3 separate regions of the Muntiacus reevesi genome follow, and regions 1 and 3 are each linked to region 2. The links are chromatin contacts, called in public Hi-C maps. All regions are on one chromosome and are shown on one strand. Each heading gives the region's core, a stretch centred on a gene start, on an enhancer-like site or on the middle of the called end of the contact. The rest is flanking DNA. Distances are from core to core; before and after follow the strand shown.

Evidence for each region. A called contact is a pair of places that touch in the nucleus more often than the background predicts.
Region 1: a contact with region 2 is called in a Hi-C map of muscle, with 3 times the contacts expected there. The contact joins the promoter of YARS1 here to the promoter of ZBTB8OS in region 2. A contact is called at or near these places in 2 of 3 Hi-C or Micro-C datasets (blood and muscle).
Region 3: a Hi-C map of muscle shows a contact between it and region 2, with 3 times the contacts expected there. The contact joins the promoter of BSDC1 here to the promoter of ZBTB8OS in region 2. A contact is called at or near these places in 2 of 3 Hi-C or Micro-C datasets (blood and muscle).

What each region holds. Positions count from the first base shown.
Region 1 is chr3:116,513,492-116,516,705 of mMunRee1.1, forward strand. YARS1 (tyrosyl-tRNA synthetase 1) reads right to left here and starts at 1,759. Exons shown (of 13, transcript XM_065930318.1): 1 at 1,563-1,759. The coding sequence starts at 1,619. S100PBP (S100P binding protein) reads left to right here and starts at 1,970. Exons shown (of 7, transcript XM_065930324.1): 1 at 1,970-2,065.
Region 2 is chr3:116,382,218-116,385,419 of mMunRee1.1, forward strand. ZBTB8OS (zinc finger and BTB domain containing 8 opposite strand) reads right to left here and starts at 1,263. Exons shown (of 7, transcript XM_065930310.1): 1 at 721-1,263. The coding sequence starts at 821. RBBP4 (RB binding protein 4, chromatin remodeling factor) reads left to right here and starts at 1,486. Exons shown (of 12, transcript XM_065930320.1): 1 at 1,486-1,634; 2 at 2,191-2,338. The coding sequence starts at 1,619.
Region 3 is chr3:116,184,974-116,187,802 of mMunRee1.1, forward strand. BSDC1 (BSD domain containing 1) reads right to left here and starts at 1,428. Exons shown (of 11, transcript XM_065930303.1): 1 at 1,308-1,428; 2 at 936-996. The coding sequence starts at 1,414.

The sequences.
Region 1 (3,214 bases), core at 509-3,008, 130 kb after region 2:
AAAAAGATCAAGTTATGAGTGAAAATAACTCAAAGGTCCATCAACTGACAAACAGAGAAATAAAATGCAGTATATTCATATAAAAGTAGTATTGGTTACTCAATCGTGTCCAACTCTTTGTGACTCCATGTACTGTAGCTTGCCAGGCAACTCTGTCCATGGAATTCTCCAGGCAAGAATACTGGAGTGGGTTGCCATTCCCTTCTCCAGGGGATCTTTCTGATTCAGGAATCCAACATATAATGGGATATTATTCAGCTGTAATAAGGAACAGAGTTCCGATAAGTGTAACAACATGGATGAAACATGAAAACATTAAGCTTAGTGAAAGAAGATAGACATAAAAGGCCACATATTGTGATTCCATTTACATGAAATGTCTAGAATAGGCAAATTAGAGACAGAAAACAGATTACTGGTTCCCTAGGGCTGGGGAGAGGGGAAGAATAAACAGTGATTAGTAATGAATACAGGTTATTTTTGATGATGAAAATGCTCTGGAATTAAATAATGATGGTAATTGAACAACCATGTGACTACTAGAAAACCCACTGACCCACACACTTTAAAGGGGTGGATTTTATGGTATGTGAATTGTATCTTATAAAAACAGAAAAGCAAGCTACTGCCTTCAGAATAAACCCCACTGTCAAACATTTCCTACAATACCTTCATGACCTGGTCCTTTCCTGCTCCTCCTAAACAAACTAGTAAAATGTACCGTATGTTAGATGGTGATCAGTTCTATGGAGAAATAAAAAAAGGTAGAGTAAGGGATGAGGCAGTTTTTCTGGTAGGGGTTTGTTATTTAAATAAAGGCCACAGATGATATGACAACAGAGGCCTGAGAGAGTCAGGAGAATGAGCAATGTAAATATTTTCTAAGTGCTTGATCTGTACTTTGCTTCCTTTCCTCCAGCCAAGCTAGCCTTCTCTCAGAACCAATGGGTTCTTTCTCCCCTCTGGCTCTTGACCTGGGTTCCCTCTACCTGACACGTTTTTAACACCCATTATTCTGGTTAACTTCTACTCCTGCAGTTTCTGGAACCAGCAGAACATAGGTGAAGTGATGAGGTGATCCGAATCCCTCAGGGCAGTTTAGAGTTCCTCAGCTTTCCCTGAACACTCTCCGCAGCCTTCCTCCTAACTTCCTTTCAATAAAGATCTCCGCGTAAATCACCTTTCAGTACTAGTTTCGACTTAATTAGATGTCTGGATCCTGGGTCCTTGCAAACGTCTGATTTCCTCCAGACATGCTCTGGGAGGGTAGGGTCCAGACGTACCCCCCAGCGCCTTAGCACCGCGCCCGGAACACAATAGGGTGGGTGGGGTGGATTCAAAGCCTGGCTCAACACAAGTAATGGCACACAGGTGAGACCACTGTGATTTCTGTAGTAACGGACTGACTGACCGACCGGCAGCAAGGACTGCAATCTCTCTCAGAGCTGCCTCGGCGCGAAATCCCGGGTACCATACATTTATGACTCCGTCGAGGTGCTCAGGATCACTTGGACCTCCGGCCCGTAGTCCCCAACCGCGCACTTTCAACCCCGAGGCCTCACCTGCAGGTTCCGGGTGATAAGGTTTAGCTTCTCTTCAGGGCTCAGAGAGTCCCCCATGGCTCTGTCGCTGCCGTCTCCAGCAGTTAGCCCGGCACCCGGGCCCCTTTCTCGGTCGCAGCCGCCGCCGCCGCGTGCCGGAAACTGTCACGCGAGTCCAGGTTAGGTTGCATCAGCTGAACTCGTCCCTCGGCTTGACAGGCCTGCACCCTTCTCCTCCTACCAGCAGCCAGGAACAGCCAAGTGTCGAGCGGGTCGATGAGAAGAAAAGGGGTGGAGCCCGTAGGTGGGGGGAGGCGGTGTGGAGGGCGGGGTTTCAGCGCCTGCGCCAGGCGCAACCCTCTGAAAGGCGGGGCGGTTTCCTGCCGATCATTGCCTGTTTGCCCTCCCCTTGGCGCTGGCCCGGCAGCCTCGGGGTGGGGGAGGTCGGGGAGGGGGCGATAAGATGGCGCAGGGGGCGGAGTGAGACGCAGTCGTTCGCCTAGGCTGTGGCCCGGCTTCCGGAGGTGAACAGCTGAGGGAGGAGCGGGGGTCGGCGACCCTCGGCTGGGAGAGGGAAGGGGGCGCCTGTTGCTTCTCCAGAGGGCCGCGCATGCCGTTCGCCCCGTTGAGGGGTTGAGGCCCTCACCCTGCTGGGAGAAGGGCTCGTTTTCGTTTCTGAGGTGATGGCGGCGGGAGGGGGGAGTGTCTGTGCCGCCCGCCAATTCACGTCGGCCGACGATAGATGCCCCTCACCCTGCCCAGGCAAAGGGTGCCGTCTGGTTACCCGAGAGGGGCGAACGACGTCTGTTTTCTGTGCCCGGTGCGGGTGGGGACTGGAGGTGGTGGTGGGGGTTGCCTCTCCCCCTGCCCCAAGGCTGGGAGGGTGTTGCTAGGCAAAAAATCGCGGTCTTTCCGGCCGCGCCTCGCCGGCGGGTAGGCAGCGGAGAGAGGCTGGCCCGCCCCAGGGGAGAGCGGAGGTGTGGGACGGGCAGCCACCCGCAGGGTGAGGGTGTACCGCGCCGCTCTGCTGAGGGGCTGTTTGGCTCCTGCTGGGGGAGGAATGGGGAGCAAGCCCCGAGCTGCTCCCGCCTTCCGCGGAGAGGCGGGAATTCTTGGTCTTTGGGGAGGAGGGAAGTGTGAAGGCCCTGCCCGCAGGGCAGTGCGGTACGGCGGCTATGGAGCTTCTAAGGGAGAGCTGGGGGCGGTCAAGCCTTATCCTACGTTGAGCGAACTGCGATCAAGCACTCGAGGATCGGACGTGCCACCAGTTCCTTCCAGGGCATGAGAGCGGGCACTTGGCACGCCGGGAGGGCCCGGGAGAGGAAATGATTGAATTGCCCATCTGCTGCCCCTACGTGATTCCAGTTTGATGGATTTGTTAGAGGCTTCAAGCTTTAGCAATCCTGTCTAAATCATTTAAAAAACATTTTCTTTTTAAAAAGAAACCTGTTGCCTCAGCTGAGTAGTATTTGGTTTCTGTGGGAGGAAAGTCCTGGCACCCTTATCTAAGTGAGCCGTTACCTAAAGCAGAGATTTGCGGTCCGAGTTGTTTTTCTTTCCTGCAGTATCTACAGTTACCTCCAAGGGAGTTGCAGAATTCTTACAGATAATTGCAGTTCAGTTTAATTTGGCTTAAACTTTTATGTCCGTTTCATGGAGTGATAAAGGCCACC
Region 2 (3,202 bases), core at 13-2,512:
AACGACATTAACTCTGAATATCCACTGGAAGGGCTATAGTTGAAGCTGAAGCTCCAATACTTTGGCCACTTGATGCAAACAGCCAACTCACTGGAAAAAACCCTGATGCTTCCTGCTGGCTCAGCTGGTAAAGAATCCGCCTGCATTGAGGGAGACCTGGGGTCCATCCCTGGGTTCGGAAGATTTCCTGGAGAAGTGAAAGGCTACCCACTCCAGTATCCTGGCCAGGAGAACTTCATGGACTGTATAATCCATGGGGTCATAATCAGTCCGACACGACTGAGCGACTTTCACTGATGATGGGAAAATTGAAGGCAAAAGGAAATCGGGGGCGGCAAAGGATAAGATTGTTCCATAGCATCGCCGACTGAATGGACATAAATTTGAACAAATTCCAGGAGATGGGGGGAAAGGGGGCTGGCGAGCAGCAGTCCCTGAGGTAGCAGAATTTGACAGGACTTAGCGACTAAACAACAAAAATTTCCATAAGATAAATGTGATTAGGCATATACAAGAAGAGTTCAAGATACTGTATATGTGGGAGCCCAGGTTTCCTGATTCTCAGACCAGGTGTCTTTATTCTTCAGCATTTCAGCTTTCCCGGGATTAGTTCAGAAGAGCATTCACACAGGGCGAAATGGGAATGCCTGAGCCACCCTATGAGGCAAAGTGGAAGAGGAAGCCAGAGCCCTCCCGCAAGGAGAGAAGTGAGCCACCTACTCACACTCGTACTTCCGACTGACTGGAGGATACTTGGCCTTGATCGCCTTCTGCTCCTCAGTCAAATTGTAATCTCTTACATCTTCCCCTTCCTGCGCCATGATTGCGGGTTTGGACCCAAACTCAACTTCCGCCCTTCATCAGCCAGACTTCAGCCCGGACCTCCAACATCCGCCCAAGACTCCGCCCCTAGACAGACACCCTTAAAGGGCTAGGACGCCATCCTCGAGGACTTAATCCCCTAAACCTTAATCTCTGGAGACTTCCGTTCTAGGTCTCACCGCTTGGAGTTCTTTAAAAGTCCAAGGACCCATTTTCTGGACGTGCTTCATCAATAGTCCTGAGAAGTAAAGGAACAAATATATTGGAGGACCTAGGAATAGGACAACACTTGAATTAGATATCTCGAGGTATAATAAAGGCCTTTCTTTCCAGTTTATCTCTAGAGTGGACAACTAGACCCGAAAACATCCTAGATTTCTCTTTCAAAGCCCTACTTTGAAGGGCTAGCTGAACACTTCAAGAAAATGGCTGCCCCCCAGGAGCTTGCGGCCTAAACCTCTCACGTGACCTCGGGCGGCTCACTCTCACCAACCCGCGCGCGCGCAAGCGAAGGAAGTCGGCTCGGGGCCGTGTGGGGGCAGGGGCGGAGCGCGCGCCTCGGCCCCGCGGCTAGAGACTCTACGCGTCTGGATAGGTTGCGAACGCTACTTCCCCGCCCACCTTGCCGCTCGGCGCACTCCGATTGGCCGGTGTTGGCGCGAAGGTGCGCGAGTCATCCCTCACGCAGGGGCAGCAGGAAACAATAGAGGCCGCGCGCGCAGAGCGAGCGCCCGCAGGCTCCCCGCCCCTCCCGCAACGTTCAACCCCGGGATCCCCGCCGGCTTGCCTACCCGCCATGGCCGACAAGGAAGGTGAGGGTTCCGGGGCGGCCCCAGGAGAGTGGGGGATGCCGGGTTGCGTAGCGGCCTCGAAACGGCCTAACAGTGAGGACAGGCCAGACTCAACTGAGTGCCGTCCCCGCCATCGCAGGCGTGAGGAGAATCGCCCCGCGGGGCGGGTTAACGGCGCACCAGCTCCTCCGGAGCAGAGGCCCGGCGCAGCGGCTTGAAGCAGACATTTGGGTCCCCGGCTGGTGTTTGGTCCTTCTCCGCACGCCTTGTCGGTCTGCTCGCCTCTCTCCGGGTCCTCCCTTCAGTGCTTGCTATCCGCAAGGGCTGGTGCTCCGGCCTCCCCGCCGGTTCTGTGCTCCTCCCGACGCCGTCGCCCGAGCGGCTAACGGCATTTGGCAGCGATGAGCCCAGCAGTTAAAGCCCCGTCAGGCTGGAGAGCGGCGTTGGTGGCTGTGCCTCGGGGAGATTTAGATAGATCTCCATTTCAGAATCGGGATTTAAGAGTGCCGGTGGCTTTGGAAGTGTTTACTCGGTTTCCATCTGTGGTCACTAACTTAATTTGTTTTTTATTTTTTAGCAGCCTTTGATGACGCAGTAGAAGAACGTGTGATCAACGAAGAATACAAAATATGGAAAAAGAACACCCCTTTTCTTTACGATTTGGTGATGACCCATGCTCTGGAGTGGCCTAGCCTAACTGCACAGTGGCTTCCAGATGTAACCAGGTGATAAGAATCCGTTGAATGTTATTTTGTTGTGTTCTCAGTGTAGATTTCTCACATTGATTATCCCTGTTTTCCTTTCTCCAGTCACCCGAAGCGGACACGTGATCAGAACCTATTGGGGACATTTTTTTTCTAGGCCAAAAAAGACAAAATGTGAAACTACTTTGCAGTTTACCTGATAAGGGAAAACATGTTGATGTCTTCTTTTTCTGATAACTGAATTGAATAGGCGTATTATAACTGTAGTTGATCAAACAGTAGTGTAAAATTTGTCAGCTTTCAAAAAGTGATTATGATGAATGCAGTTCTTTAAACAAAAAAAATTTTGAATCTCACAGTCATTTGTACTATCTGGTTAATGCAAAAATGAATGTGACATGATAACCTGCCACTCAGAACAACCTTTAAAAATTACATGTGTACTGAGTAAGTACATTTCTTCAAAATTCAGGACTTTAGAAGTCAAGATATTTGTGAATTGTGGTTATTTGACTATGTTTCTGCTCAAAAAATAATTGACAATTTATGCAAATATTATTAATAGCAATATGAGCCTGCTACTCTCCCATTGGCACTTAAAAGGGGGGGGGGGGGAATCTGTCCTAAGTATTTTTTTTAATTAATTTCTTTTTAGTTGGATGATAATTGCTTCACAGTATTATATTAGTTTTGCTGTACATCAGATGAAGTAGCAATAAGTATACTTACGTCCCCTCCCTTTTGAACCTCCCTCCTTGTCCTAAGTATGTGAATTAGAAGTTCCCACATTCAGTTGATTATCAGAATTACTTGAGTTCAGGGTAAGAGGAGTGGTTTGTGTTAGGAGTTGTCAGTAGTTCAGACCACTTAGGAACTTGTGACAGG
Region 3 (2,829 bases), core at 178-2,677, 200 kb before region 2:
TACCTATTTTTTTGGGTTATGGGAAGACCAACCTTCACAGTAACACATAGGAGGCCCTCACACAACATTTGCTAAACAAATGTCAGGCTCTCCTTCCAGAAGACTGCTCAACAAGAAGCAAGCTACTCTTAGGTCCCTTCTATTAGAACTCAGTTTGAAATTCTCCGAGTCTTCATTAACAACATAAACAGCTCAGGTCATTCTCAGGTTTTCTGGGCTGTAGTTGAAAGGCTAGTATGCAGGCCAGCGAGGATAAAAATGCTCACACAGTAGAGCATTGATTTAACTGAAGCCAGAAGCCTCCTGGAGTTGCCCTGAAGCAGGACTCACCCCAGATGCTTGAGGTTAAATAGTAATTAACTTTTTCCAGAATTCAGATGAGTTGGTTTTGACAAACCAGCATGGAATGAAACAGGAACACACACTAGCATTGTCCACGGGCAGAGCCAAGCCTCACTCACCCCACAGAGATTGCTGTCTCCTCACTAGACCATGAGTTTGGGGAGGCCCAAGACTGCATCTGTTGGGCTAATGTCGGTATCCTGAGGACCAAAGAGTCTGAGAGTGCGCAAGCATACACTCATACATTCCACTATTTGCATGACTATAGGAGTAAGTTTCTATCGCTAGAATCCTTTTTCTTCAAGGCCTAGATCAAATGTTCTCTTTTAGGAAACTGTGAATTTCCCAAGTGGGAATACATCGCTCCTTCCCACGGATTCCAACGACATGGTAGCTCCAGTCTTTAAGACCATCTTTGTTTCACTGTAGCTAGAGTCACACTGGTCTGAGTCGGGGGTCTGTCCTCCCGGAGGGCCCAAGTCAGCCCGGTCCCCGAGGCCCGGAACCCACAAGGTTCAGCGGGACAGGCTCGGAACAGGGTGCAGGGAGATGGCTTGGGGCCCTACCGGAGAAAGGGCGCTGGCCCAGCTTACCTTCTCCTTGACTGCCTGGTAGCTCTGCTGCAGCCAGCTCCGCCACCATCCCACGTCCTCCCTGTGGAAGACAGACACATCTGGCGGCCCCGCGGTGCTACTGTGGCCCGCGCAATGATCGGGTCTCAGTTCCCCTCTCAGATGTGGCCTGTGGGCTGGGGCATCGCAGGCAGCTTCCCCACCCCCTCACGCTGCGATTCCACCCCGCCCTTTCAGCTCCGTTCAGGCCCGCGCTGGCCTCCCGTTCCCCCGGGGGACTCTGGCCCAGCACCCCAGCCCTGGGGAGAATTCGGGGCCCAACGCCCGCAGAACTGGATGACGGGCTCACCCTTCCGCCATCTTGCCCGCATGACATCACCACTATTTACTGACCTTTGACATCCGACACGGCACCGCCCCCTCAAGCACCACCCCGGAGCGCGCGGCCCAATCCCGGCGCCGACATCGTCCTCAGCCCCATCTCCGCCCGGCTCCATCATTAGACTCCGCCTCCTTAAACTCGGTCCAGGCTCGATCCAGGGTTCGGACTTAAAACTCCGCTCCTGAAAGCTCGGTCCAATCCTTACTCAAGATTGTCTCCAGGCCCCACCCCCAAATGTTAGCCCCGCCCCCACAACGTCGAACGCCTGTCGGTATCCGCTGACATCGGATACGGTGGCCGCTTTGGGTCAAGGTCGGCCGTGTGGCTGGGGGCTCGGGTTGTAAAACGGGTAGAGAGGAGGCAGGGAGCGAGCCAGCCTGGAGCTCGAACGTCTGTGGCCCTGAGCGCAGGGCTAGGACCGCCCCCCTTTATGAAACTTGCCGCGTAGCCGCAGCCTGGGGTCTCTTCGGGCCAATTGAGCAAGCGCAGTCCGTGGAGCTCTGGGTGGGGGTTTGGAGGAAAATTCAGAGATGTCTTCGATGCAACCTCTCGGGGAGGCGCTCTCAGGAGATTGGGGAGACAGACACATTTAGTTAGCTCAATTTTTGGCGACCCAGTTCAAAACTACGTGAACTGGATGTGGTCTGGAGAAATCCGGAGACAGTCTGGAGGAGAAAGACTGTGTGTGTGTGTGTGTGTGTGTGTGTATGTGGTGTGAAATCCGGAGACAGTCTGGAGGAGAAAGACTGTGTGTGTGTTTGTGTGTGTGTGTGTCTGGAGGAGGAAGATTTTGTGTGTGTGTGGTAACTTTCCGAATGAGGCCTCCGTTTCACTTACCGCCTCATCTGCTACCTGCCTGCATCTGCGCTCTCATACTTTGGCCTAGATCCCGTCCTCTCTTTAATTTTTAAAATTTTTTACTGGAGTGTAGTTGATTTATAATCTTGTGTTAGTTTCCGCTGTACCGCAGAGTGAATAAGTTATACATTTGTGTTCAGTTGCTCAGTCGTGTGACCCCATGGAATGTAGCCTGCCAGGGTGTTCTGTCCATGAAATGTTCCAGGCAAGAATGGGCTGGGATCCAACCCACATCTCCTAGGTCTCCTGCACTGGCAGGTGGATTCTTTACCATTATGCCACCTGGAAGACCTCATATATATACATATATATCCACTCTTTTGGGGATTCTTTTCCTATATGGGTCATTTCAGAGTACTGAGTAGAGTTCCGTGTGCTCTTCAGTAGGTGCCTGGATAGTTATCTATCCATTGTCTCTTGTCTATGGGTGTAGCTATAATAATTCTTTCCCCCCACTCCATTTTATTTCCCTTTTTCCAAGATTATTTCTGTCATCATGCATGCTATTATTTCTTCCATCTTCATAGCAAGCAAACAAAAAACTAACCCTCTCTTGACCCATCACCATTTCCCTACTCCCCTTTACAGCAAAACTCCTGGAAGCATTCCCTATATTCACATGTCCCCATTTTCTCTTGATCTCACTTCAGTGAAGTTTTTGCCTCTCCACAGTCA